2 separate regions of the Bicyclus anynana genome follow, and region 2 is linked to region 1. A link is a contact called in public Hi-C data. All regions are on one chromosome and are shown on one strand. Each heading gives the region's core, a stretch centred on a gene start, on an enhancer-like site or on the middle of the called end of the contact. The rest is flanking DNA. Distances are from core to core; before and after follow the strand shown.

The links. Hi-C and Micro-C count contacts between places; a contact is called where the count stands out from the background.
Region 2: a Hi-C map of whole larva shows a contact between it and region 1, with 2.8 times the contacts expected there. The contact joins the enhancer-like site here to the promoter of LOC112046850 in region 1. A contact is called at or near these places in 2 of 2 Hi-C or Micro-C datasets (whole body and whole larva).

Annotation. Positions count from the first base shown.
Region 1 is chr22:4,492,773-4,496,005 of ilBicAnyn1.1, forward strand. It overlaps LOC112046850 (neurogenic locus protein delta), which reads left to right and starts at 1,494. Exons shown (of 7, transcript XM_052888366.1): 1 at 1,494-1,812. The coding sequence starts at 1,765.
Region 2 is chr22:4,533,786-4,537,018 of ilBicAnyn1.1, forward strand. All of the region lies in intron 4 of LOC112046850 (neurogenic locus protein delta), which reads left to right. Among protein-coding and RNA genes, the nearest start is that of LOC112046842, 30 kb to the right of the region's middle. Within about 2 kb of position 1,541, at least 4 of the 8 cell types and tissues checked have open chromatin away from gene starts, as enhancers often do.

The sequences.
Region 1 (3,233 bases), core at 244-2,743:
ATTATTAATATTAATAAGATTGCGTTTGATTTATAAGATTGATTATTAATATTAATAAGATGAGTTATGATGCTTAGACATAATAAATTAAAAATAATTTTCCAAATCGATACTCGGCATCTTCGAGTACCTAATCGGTGAAAATACGAACTGAAAAAAAAAAATTTAAAAAAAAGATTCCGACGAATTGAGAACCTCCTCCTTTTTTGTAGTCAGTTAAAAAAAACATCGATAGATAAAGCTAAGTATCTTTTTTTTTTTCATCAAAAAGTTTTGCACGCATTCACAATCAGCACACTGCCACCGAATTTCATTTATCCCCCGGCGATTAACAAAAAAAAACCGTAATCACTTTAAGAGAATAAAATTATATTAGTTTATTAGTGCACCCGTCCAGCTGAAAAAAGAAATAAAAAAGATTCCGACGAATTGAGAACCTCTTCCTTTTTTAAGTCGGTTAAATAAACATCGATATTTAGGTATAGCTAAGTATCTTTTTTTTTTCATCAATAAGTCTTGCACGCATTCACAATCAGCACACTGCCACCGAATTTCATTTATCCCCCGGCGATTAAAAAAAAACCCGTAATCACCCCAAGAGAATAAAATTATATTATTTTATTCGCGCACCCATCCAGCTGCGTTCTATTAGCAGATTTTGAGCACAATTTGCATACGTGAATGTACGGATAGCACGCGAACCTAAATTAATGTATCGAAATATAATTATGGCGATTTTATACGTTTTATATCGATTGGGAACGGAAACGTGGCTTTTTTTTCACATCTACTGCTGACTAACTGTTTAGAGATTTTGTATCCTGTATCAGGTAGGTGTTATTACATTTTACGTTCAGAAATTGTCTTTTTAACTTATTTTATAGTTGACCTTTTGCGGCAAATAGCTGCATCATTCACTATCAATCATCAAATTAATAATTAGTTTGGCAGGAAGTTAGGTACCTATCTACCTACCTACTAACATCCTATTAAGAAGGCGGTCACCTAGTCTACCAAATGTTTATTTTTAATTAGTTTAAATATTTTTCCTCAAATATTATTATCGCCCACCAAATCTCCTAGTTACCTACGTGTAGGTGGGCACCTAGCCTACCTACCTACCTTCCTGTTCAAAAACTTACTGAAATCATAAATTTAAATTTTCATCAACCTTGTATTTAAACTTTTGTTCTTTAGATATCTAAGTACTAAAAGCACTATACATAAATATGTAATACGTAGGTTACCTATTATATTGAACCAAAGTGCAATTTAACTTGAAATGAACTTATACAGTATTTTTTCTACGTGCTTTACTACGAGCACGTGTCCAAGACGTTTATCAAAAGGCAGACGGCTGTTTTCCGTATATTTTCTGGTTGAAGGCCCGCGGGGCGCGGGGCGCGGGCGGCGCGGCGGCGGCGGCAGATGCGCCGCGCAGCGCCATCTAGCGGCGCGGCGGGCGCCAGGTGTGCGCTGCCCGCACCGCGGCCGCCACCCGCCCTCAGTCCGCCGTCACGCACCGCCGCGATCACACGTCAGCACGGCTGCTGCACGCCGGCCGCACGCGCGCGATTCGAATTTCGAACGTAGTGCACGAAACTCCGCGACCGGTTCCCGCAGCCGATCAGTGACACCTCTAGTGTTGTGTGACTTGCAGTGAAACTCAGTGCAGCATGTGCGAGTGATGGATTACTCCGCCGCCGTCGATCTGTGACGGGTTTCGGATCCCGTGTATGCCCAGGCGCCGGTGGTCGCGCCAGTATGCGCGCTTCCGCGGTGCTCGTCGCCCTGCTAGGGTTTCTGCCCCAGGTACTGGCCGCACGCCGAAACCGCGAAACCCCGTTTGTTTACGTCCCCGAATGTATGCGAGCGAGCCGATCGCGAATCGGCGGTTACGGCACGACACTCACTTTCCCACGAGCGCAAAGAGGGCCTAGATCGTCCTGGATACTGGCCGGCGAGGGTGTAGGTTAGCTCGAGTCGTGACCGGCGCGAGGCGCTTGTGTGTGTTCAATACGTTTACCGAGCAAACACTCGGTGCATAGTTATAAAGAAAGTTCAGGTTTTAATACAGCCGGCGCGGGGTCAGCAAGGTTGCGAGCCTCTTCGTTTAAAATTAGATGCATACCTCGAGATGATTCCGATTTCCCAAAAGGACTAATTCCGCGATGCGTGGCCGGGAATAGCTGTAGACAGGCCTGTATCTGCTACGGGGATATTTCGGGCACTTGCATTGATCCACTTTTCGTTCAAAGTTAACTTTGTTTGTAGCGAGCCTAATTTTTGGGGTCGACGGCAAAGTTTGACTAAGATTGTACTAAAATAATAATAATAAATCAGGAGGTCAGTGTCCTTTAAACGGTCAAGGCTATTACTCCTAAGGGTCGTACAGATGTTAGTAAACTTTCCTGACTTATAATCAAAAATTCTATAATCTTCCTAGTATCAAAGGTTTATTTGTTATTTATTAACTCAATGATCATCAACCTTTATTAAATTATTAAAAAAGTTATGTGCCTATTCGCACATAACTTCGTGTTAGGTACTTAGAAACAATAAATAATATCTGTATTTGTATGCATCTAATAAAAGTTCGTATTATACAACCCAATAACTACATAATTAGGTAAGACAATCAGCCTAATTTAAACTAAATTGTTAATCTCAATAAAATATCCTTAAACAGTAGTAGATCATAATTCATAATGATTAAAATTAATTACATACCTCGTACGTCTTCGATAACTAATTTTCTAACAGTTTAAAGACTTCAATCTAAACCGATACAAGGTCTATCCGATTTTATTATGTGTAACACTTAACTAGTTAACATGTAATGTAACACATTCGTACCAACACACTGACAGACTGTTTCAATTACACTACAAACACTAACTCGAAATTCTTGGCTGATTCAACGTAAACTAATATAAACCAATCAGTCAAAATCTAAACCACATTTAGAACTAAATTCCATATTTAAAATTATCACGCAAATTAGGCAAAAACCAAAAGCTAATTAAATAAAATAAAAAATTCGGCACAGTTAATACTAATTACAAAAATCAGGGGTCCCAAAGACCCCAGTTCCATTGATTTGTTGTTGACTTCACCCGCATTAGGGATTTTAACCCCCTGCGCGCGCGCTGCACTAAAACTAATAATTTTTAACTCATACAACATCATTTTTACACACACATTAAAATTATTAATAGGTAGGTAAACTTGTC
Region 2 (3,233 bases), core at 291-2,790, 41 kb after region 1:
CTTATTAGCGACATTCATTAATACCCCTTACATTTTATTACCACTATCCAAATGTTTGAATAGAAATATCCCAATTTCATAATACAACACTTAAGTGTTTATGTAAAACCTTTAATAAACAGTTTCTTTTGTTTAGTTTTTTTTTCATTAGGATTTCTTTTTACTGGTTGGTTCAGTGGTTAGTCTAAGTGGAATACGAATCACGAGGTACTGAGTTCGAGTCAAAAAAAATTCATTAAAAATTCTGTCTTATAAAGTTGGTTTTACACCCTCGTGCCTTAGTTAGGGAATCCCGAGCATTATCATGAACATCTGATGGTCGTTTGAAACATTATCACCATTGGAGCGTGATGGGTCTTAGCTCTAGAACCCCTCCTATGCATGGATTTGTAGTGAAACATCAAAATAGGTTAAATGATGGTGCTGTTTTAGTTTTAATATCAAAGTCAAAATTAATTTATTTCAATTAGGCTTAGTTTACAAGCACTTTCGAAACCTCGGGTTAGGTATTATTAGATAATGATGATAATAATTAGTCTAAAACTTGAAATAATGTTACCACAACAAACTCAACCAGGTTTTTTTTTTAGTTTATCACCATTTAACAATAGGTATATAAGTAGCCAGTCATGTAGTACATTTAATTTCCAAGCTTTTTTAATGTTTATACTATAATCAATAAACACTATAATACGACTTTTCTATAAGCTTGTGTTTAAATTGTATAACATTACAACAAGTTGTTTGTTATAGTACACACACAATATGACATAGTAGACACACACAATTATTTTGTACACACATTATATTGTTATAGTGTCTACACACGTCTTTCACGCTCAGCGGTGAAAGCCGCGTCATTACGGAGATTAGTATGAGTGATTAGATCGCACCCACTTTTACCAGATCCGCGGAGCATTTGCAATTTTAATGTATCGGCGAACGGATGGCCGGCAAACAAAAAACGTCGCAACGTCATTATAACGTATGTTAAACATATCGGGTTCTCGTGTAGACAGAGAAATGGATAGACGAATAGATCGCATTCCCTCAAAAAGTAAAAAATTGTGTGCGGACTCTTTCTTTGTAAAGAAAAGAATGAAATGATGTGTGCCGTTTTATCGAACACAACCGACAAATCAAACAATTTTGACAATTTATCAATTAATTTTTATGATTTTAATAATAAAAAAAATGTAGTGTAACACAAAAGTAGATGCTCAACTTGTTGCGAATTATAAATAACAAGTTAGCTTAAAATATATTACTGAAAAAAAATACATTATAGTGTGCTGTGATGTCACAATCACGTCAAAATCGAATACGCTTAATTTTTAAATTTTAATAAAATTTCTTTCAACGCTAATAAGTTGTCTATTTATTTCTCTATCTATGGTTGTCGTATTGTAAAACAAAGCGGTGCGTCTCGAGATGCATTGTGGCGGGCGGATGTCGCGTCGCAATCTCTGCAGCCCCACCTGCCTTCGCGTTCCCACACTCCGGCGCCGCAAAAAAACACGCCGGAAAGAGACGGAAACCGCCGCGCTCGTAGCGCGCTGTCCCTTTCACACGCCAGGGCTGCTCTCTACAGCTATGCGATCCTAGTACCACGCGACGGGATAACCACGAAATCACAATGTTCTGGGTTTTAAGTAAACTGTTGCGGTCGACAAATATGCCGATGATTTTCGAGCGGGAAATGGCTAGAGAGATAAACTAAAATATACTTTCACCGTAATTCCGCTTGAGGAAGCCCAAACCATGTTCCCGGGAAACGATTATTGAAATATAAAAGCGAGAGACGCGGCCGTAATGAAATGAAAACAACGCTATACACAGCGCACACATACACAGCGAACCGGGTCAAAAACACCTTTAAACGAGAACCGAAGTCCACACCAGTCGAAACAAACTTCGTACTTGACCGTGTCAAGACTCGCCTCACATCTGCCCAACGGTATCCCGCCTTCTGGGAAAGCGTAACTATCCCGAAAACTTATTCGCATGTCCCGACCGTATTATCCGCGCCGTCTCCTCTTCCTCCTAATGATAGGGTAAACATCGCGCGAGGAGCCCTTTACGGCCGCTTAATTTCGCTTAATCGTTAGCGAGAGTGAAGTTCTCACGAATATTACCTTCTGTGCGATGCGAATCCCACGCGCACCTAATTTCCGCTTAGAATAGAAACAGATGTCGGAACTGTTAAATATTTGCTCGGTCCCTAACACGTGCATCGTCCTCGAGGAAGGACGCTTTTTGTTGTCTGACCTTAAAGAAATACGAAAAAAAGAAAAATCATTTATTTCAAAAATTGTACCAGATTTAACACTATTGTAGTGCTTGATACAGACTACTTAAGCAAGTCAAAACCCAATAGTAGTCTAAGCATTGTCATATTTGGCACAACCTTGAAAAAGGATCCAGCTCAGCATAGTGCTGTACGAAAATAGACATACAGCGCCGATTTTCAGCTGATTACCTTTAAATAAAGAACTCTTAGCGTTGTCTTCGGAAACAGCGCAGTTTTACGTCCCTCGGCATTAGAAATCGATACTCGTCGATAATAATTAATAGCTCGGGGAACAGTAAACTTTCCGCCCGCGCTCACTTACCCCGATATTAGTTTGAAGTGTAATTTTTTACGACTCCCGTTTTACCTACCGTTCAAGGGTTATGATAAGGCAACTCGAGCCACGAGTGGATCTTCCTCGGCACTCGAGTGAACTCTTTGATCCGCCGAATCATGGCGCCCGGCATTCTTTTCCACTCTTTATATGCATATAAACTTTTATTTAACAGTAAAAAGGCCATGAGAATATGAAGTGATTGTTCCGAACAACAAATTTCACCTGCGAAAGTACCCCACTCCGCGAAAGCGGATTATATTTTCAATTTATCTACGATCTCCGTATCATCGTTGTGGTGAATAATACGATATAATTCCATCAATTTGGCGGAGTGATTCGTAAGCGGCTTTGCGAGCGCTCCCACTAAGTTTGGGGCTTTGTTGGAGTTTAAAGCTATATTACGTCTGGAGCGGCGAGCGAACTGATCTCCTTTATGGCGTTCGGTTCGGAAATCCAGAGATATAGCTTCGCCGTTTCCTCGTTCGATTTAGAACCCGAGAGCGAGCGTGTTGCTATTGAATAGCTAATGTGAACAAAATGGCGTCTTAGTATTTTTCTAGCGAGTTAGGGGACTAGTAACGGTCGAGTGACGGTTAAACTCCCCGC